2 separate regions of the Sus scrofa genome follow, and region 2 is linked to region 1. The links are chromatin contacts, called in public Hi-C maps. All regions are on one chromosome and are shown on one strand. Each heading gives the region's core, a stretch centred on a gene start, on an enhancer-like site or on the middle of the called end of the contact. The rest is flanking DNA. Distances are from core to core; before and after follow the strand shown.

Evidence for each region. Hi-C and Micro-C count contacts between places; a contact is called where the count stands out from the background.
Region 2: a Hi-C map of embryonic fibroblasts shows a contact between it and region 1, with 2.5 times the contacts expected there. The contact joins two enhancer-like sites. A contact is called at or near these places in 1 of 47 Hi-C or Micro-C datasets (embryonic fibroblasts) and 1 of 2 datasets of contacts at active chromatin or transcription factors (alveolar macrophages).

What each region holds. Positions count from the first base shown.
Region 1 is chrX:10,380,178-10,383,115 of Sscrofa11.1, forward strand. The region is part of intron 4 of OFD1 (oral-facial-digital syndrome 1 protein); the gene reads left to right. Among named protein-coding and RNA genes, the nearest start is that of TRAPPC2, 16 kb to the left of the region's middle. Within about 2 kb of position 1,629, at least 1 of the 83 cell types and tissues checked has an H3K27ac peak or open chromatin away from gene starts, as enhancers often do. A contact at or near this core is called in embryonic fibroblasts, where this site is marked.
Region 2 is chrX:10,543,412-10,546,695 of Sscrofa11.1, forward strand. All of the region lies in intron 1 of GPM6B (neuronal membrane glycoprotein M6-b), which reads right to left. Among named protein-coding and RNA genes, the nearest start is that of GPM6B, 38 kb to the right of the region's middle. Within about 2 kb of position 1,315, at least 7 of the 83 cell types and tissues checked have an H3K27ac peak or open chromatin away from gene starts, as enhancers often do. A contact at or near this core is called in embryonic fibroblasts, where this site is marked.

The DNA.
Region 1 (2,938 bases), core at 379-2,878:
AAGAATCCAACTGCAGCCACTCGGGTTGCTGCAGAGGTGTGGGTTTAGTCCCTGGCCTGGAGCAGTGGTTGGATCCGGCATTGCGGCAGCTGCAGCGTAGGTTGCAGCTGCCACTCGGATTCAATCCCTGACCTGGGAACTTCCGTCTGCTGTGAGTGTGGGCATTAAAAAAAAAAAAAAGTATACAAGGAACTCTGACAACTCAACACTAAAGAGACAACTCAATTTAAAAATGGGCAAAGTTTCAGTACAGACAGTTTTCCAAAGAAGACATACAGATGGCAGATAAGGATATAGAAAGTTGCTCCACATTGTTTGTTATTAGAGACATTCAAATTAAAGCAAAAATGAGATAACACCCCACACCTATTAGAATAGTTAAAATCCAGAGCACCTACAACCCTGGGTGCTGACAAGGATGTGTAACAACAGGAGCTCTCGCTCACTGCTGGTGGGAATACAGAATGGTGCAGCCACCCGGGGAGATAGGTGCTTTCTTAGCGTACAGTCGGACAGCCTTGGCTCTATGTATTTACCCAACTGATTTGAAAACTTAAGTTCACACAGACAGCTGCACATGGATGATTGTAGCAATTTTATTCATACTTGCCAGAAATTGGGAACAACCAAGATGTCATTTAAGAGGTGAATGAATAAACAAGCTGTGGTACCTTAGACGGGGGACTCCTATTCAGCTAAAGGGAATGAACTGTCAAGCTATGCAAAGAGATAAATAAATCCTATGTGCGTATTAATGTAAGAAGCCTGTGTGCAAAGGCTACATGATTGATGTGACATTGTGGAAAAATGCCAAGCTATTGAGATGGTAAACACACCCATGGTTGCCAGTAATTTGGAAGGAAGAGGTAGAAGGCTTAAGAGATGAAGCAAGAGTTCCCATCGTGGCGCAGCAGAAATGAATCTGACTAGGAACCCTGAGATTTTGGGTTCGATCCCTGGCCTCGCTCAGTGGGTTAAGGATCCAGCGTTGCCATGAGCCGTGGTGTAGGTCGCAGATGGGGCTTGGATCTGGCATTGCTGTGGCTGTGGTGTAGGCTGGCAGCTGTAGCTCTGATTAGACCCCTAGCCTGGGAACCTCCATATGCTGCGGGGGTGGCCCTAAAAAGACAAAAGACAAAAAAAAAAAAAGCTGAAGCAAAGGATTTGTTTTTGGGTGTTGAAAATATCCTTAGGATGCTGTAATGGCAGGATACATGGCACTAGACATTTGTCAGAATTTGTGGAACTTGGAGCTTCCATTGTGACGCAGTTGAAATGAACCCAGTGAGTATCCACGAGGATGCAGGTTTAATCCCTCGCCTTGCTCAGTGGACTGGGGATCCGGCGTTGCCGTGAGCTGTGATGTATGTAGATCACAGACGTGGCTCGGATCCCATGTGGCTGTAGCGCAGGCTGGCAGCTGTAGCTGCGGTTCGACCCCTATCCTGGAAACTTCCATATGCCTCAGGTGTGGTCCTAAAAAGAAAAAAAAAAAACATTGTAGCACTTTATAAAGAGTGAACTTTCATGTATGCAAATCTAGGAGTTCAGGTCATTCCAGGATGGAATGCAGACTGTGACAAAACAATCTAACCATAGTAACCTCACTGAAGGGGGTGGGGAGCAAGTTTCCCAGCTGACTCACTTGGGAAAGGAATGAAGACTAAGGCTCCAGGCAGAAGGAACTGTTCAGAGACTATGACTTCAAGGTGGTAATTCCTTCTTGTTGGGGGTGCAGGGTAACCATCCTGAAACCATGATACATGTGTGACGGAGTTAAACGAGTAAATGGCTGGTAGATGGCAGCAGCCAGGTGTTTGCTGTCGGAGTGGGACCTCACAGATACATTGGGGCGGAGGCTGGAGTGGTCCATGTGGGGATGGGTTAGTTGTAGACGGCAGTGTGAATTAGCTTCATGTAGATACAGGTGATTGAGATATTTATAGGTAAGTATGTAAACACAGGTTATTGTGCACTCATTCCCTTGCTCTGTAGGCTGAGGGGGAGAAGCAGTGACATCCTAGTCGTGATGAGCACACCTCGAGCCCCGTTGAGAGTCCTAAGACAGGGTTTCTAATGACATTCCATAGGAATAGGAACCAGGGCTCCTAGGACCCGTGGTCAATTCCAGGAATGGAGTGGGGACTATTACGTGATGATCCTGGAAGCCCTTACAGTGCCAGAACCTAAGGAAGTGCTTAAGAAAAAACCCACAGTGAAAGTGCTTCCACAAGCCAAAGCCGGAACAATTGGAGTAACAAAATAAAAGATGGGGTGATGTACATGAGTTACGGAAGTATGCTGCATTATAATTACCAAAGTATAGAATAGGGGTTCATGCAGATATAGATGACTGCCTAAATGAGGAGACTAGAGAAATGCTTCCTAGAGGGGGTTGTGCGTGGAGGGGAGGGGGTTGAGCTACTTAGGGGCCTGCGGAATGCACTGCAGGAAAGGCCATGACAGCAGAAGTGCTGAGGTGGAAGAGCACGCCTCTCAAAATGATGTATTGCAGGCTCTTGATTTCTGCCAAATGTTGATTTTTTTTTCCTCCATGGGGGGAACTGAGATCCAGCCCCAGCATGACAGTAGGCTCCGGTTAGGTGAGAACAGGCTGACAAGAAACCATCAGGAGAAGAGGGTGGATGAGACAGAAAAGAATTGCCAGGAAATGAATATGAAAGATCAGAGCTTCTATTTATAGTAGGGGAAGTAAAAAGTAGTGTATTATAGTATTGTCAAAAAAAAGCTCTTGATTTGATGTAGAAGTCTCTTTAACTGTTCTAAGAAACTGAAAACTTTAAAAAGCCTTGAGTATAAGTTATTTTAGAAGTTTCAAACTATTCAGAAGGGTATAAAGTGAAAGAAACATAGAAATTCTTGCCCATACTCTCTCATTTACTTTCTGCTGATAACAAAAATGAGTGTCTTGTTTATC
Region 2 (3,284 bases), core at 65-2,564, 160 kb after region 1:
GATTCAGCTAATTGATCTGATTCTACCAGTGGGAACCAAAAATAAGGAACATTTATTGCAGATGATGAAGTCAACTGTTTGGCAGACGTGTTTTTATTGGTAGGAAAAGTCTGGATTTTGTCTTAAGTATATATAACACACGGGCCCAATGTTTCTTGACCAACAGCTGAGCTTAGTCTATAAAATTCCATTGGTCTTAAGATTTGCTAAAATTCAGTATTTTAGATGCTCCTCTCCTTTGGGGTCAACAAGTTTAAAGATCATCTTAAATAACCCAACAAATCTTTTCTCCCTTCTGTGAATGGATCAGCACAAGTCAGTTGACGCTGGTTGACTACCATGTTATCTTCCAAGCAAGACTGTACTTAGAACTAAGTTTACACACCTCTCTCGGGAGCAAACTGCCTAATATTAAAATTCTTTGAACCCAATCAGAAAATTACATGTAACAGAAAAGAACTTTCAAACAAGCCATCCTCAGATGAGCTACTTTCATCTCTGGCTGCTGTTGCTTTAAATGACTCAAATACACACAGATTATATTAAGACACTGAAAAATCCAGATGCTCCCACCACGTACATCTCATAAAACAAGACTGGTTGGTGAGCGGGCACACCTAAACCTATGCATCAAATCTCCATTTGGTACTCACTTGGGGGCGGAGTCTTCCACAATGGATTATTTCTATTGTTACAAAAAACCTTCAATCTGTGGGTCATAATATTGCACCACTTTCCTACCCAGCTGCAAGTCATATGCAAGAATCCAAAGGAATGTCCCAAGTTTGTTCCAAAAATGTCCAGATGGGCTCACTCGCATACCACTCCAATAAACCCTGCCAGCCAAGCCTGCGTAGCCTCATCAGTCCACCACGTTTACACGCCACGGAGGTGCAGGCAAGCTCACCCGTCCTCCAGCCCACAGCTCAGATGACTCAGCCTGCAGATCTTGCGATGACTAAAGTGTGTTCCTTTTCATCAACTTAACTGCATTTCTTTTATCTTACCAGGTTCATTTCCCTCCCCACTGAAATCGTTCAGTGATGTCTACTCTTGTCAATAGCAGAACGTGGCCCCTACAAACTAGTCAGTGCTACCAAAGTGGGTTAACGTCACTCTCATCAAGGAGCAGAAGGGCTACTTGTATGACTGGGGATTACTTCTATTGTTACAAAAAACCTTCAATCTGTGGGTCATAATACTGCCTTTAGGCAAGAGTTTCCAATTTTGGCATTAACGACAGCCAGGGCCAGTCATTCTTTGTGAAGGAAGCTGTCCTGTGCACTGTAGGATGTTGAGCAGCATCTCTGTCCTCTACCCACTAGATGCCAGCAAAGTCTCCTAGATGTGCAACCAAAAGTATCTGTGGGCATTGCCAAACACCCCTGGTGGGCAAATTGCCTGGGGTTGAGAAGCACTGCTTCAGACTTTCTAAAATTCTTTTTTGAAAAAATGATTATTTTTTCCATTATAGCTGGTTTACAATGTTCTGTCAATTTTCTACTGTACAGCATGGTGACCCAGTCACACACAAACACACACACATATATATACACACATTCTTTTTCTCAAATCATCCTCCATCATAAGTGACTAGACATAGTTACCATCACTATGCAGCAGGATCTCATTGTTTATCCACTTCAAAGGCAACACTTTGCATCTATGAACCCCAGATTCCCAGTCCATCCCACTCCCTCCCCCTCGGCAACCCCAAGTCTGTTCTCCAAGTCCATGAGTTTCTTTTCTGTGGAAAGGTTCATTTGTGCCATATGTTAGATTCCAGATATAAGTCATATCATATGGTATTTGTCTTTCTCTTTCTGATTTAATTCACTTAGTATGAGAGTTTCTAGTTCAATCCATGTTGCTGCAAATGGCATTATTTTGTCATTTTTAATGGTTGAGTGGTATTCCATTTTGTATATATACCACATCTTCCTAATCTATTCATCTGTTAATGGACATTTAGGTTGTTTCCATGTCTTGGCTATTGTGAATAGTGCTGCAATGAACATATGGGTGTATGTGTATTTTTCAAGCAAAGTTTTGTCTGGATAGATGCCCAAGAGTGGGATTGCAGAGTCATATGGTACTTCTCTATTTAGTTTTCTAAGGAACTTCCATACTGTTTTCCATAGTGGTTGTACCAATCACACTTTCTGGAATTCTAAGAGTTTGAGGATCCCTAATAACTGCCTTCATGTTGTCCTAGGATTCTGTGGCTGAAAGTGGCATCCCTGGACCAGTGGCATCAGAAGCACCCGGGAGCTTCTTAGAAATACAGACCCACAGGCCCTAACCCACACCTGTTGAATCAGAAGCTGCAGGTGAACAAGAACCCTAGGTGATTCTGATGTACATTACAGTCTAAGAAGCCCTACTCTGCAATACCCTAGGTTAGAATCTATCATTGGGCATCTTATAAAAAAGATGATTAACTAAAGGTGCTAAATATTGGCTGACAAACTAGAATCATTTATTACTCAACAGATGATTTCTTCCTATTTGTTCTTGGCTGGATACATTTTATTTCTTTCTCATAGAGGGACACTCACTTATACAGAGAGGGGTGGGAATCAGGCACTCACTCTCATGCCCCACTTTCTCATAGGGATCAGCCTGTGTCAGCTGCAGAATCCCAGGCAACATGAAAGCAGTTATAAAGGGTCTGAGAAGGCTGTAATTTTTTTTAAATTACTGAATGAATTTTATTATATAGTTGTACAACGATTATCACAACCCAATTTTTTAGCACTTCCATCCCAAACCCCCAGTGCATCCCCCCACCTCCCAACCTGTCTCATTTGGATACCATAAGTTTTCCAAAGTCTGTGAGTAAATATCTATTTTGCAAAGAAATTCATTGTGTTCTATTTTTAGATTCCACGTGTAAGTGACAGAATATGATGTTGGTGTTTCACTGTCTAATTTCACTTAGCCCGATAATTTCTAGGTCCATCCATGTTGCTGCAAGTGCCATTATTTCTTTCCTTTTAATGGCTGAGTAATATTCCATTGTGTACATGTACTGCATCTTCTTTATCCATTCGTCTGTCAATGGACATTTAGGTTGTTTCCATGTCTTCAATATTCTATGTAGTGCTGCAACGAATATTGGAGTGCATGTATCTTTTTGATTCATAATTATCTCTGGATAGATGTCCAGGAGTGGAATTGCTTACTAAAATGGTAATTCTATTTTTAGTTTTCTAAGGAATCTCCATACTGTTTTCCACAGTAGTTGCACCAATTTACATTCCCACAAACATTGTTATAGTGTT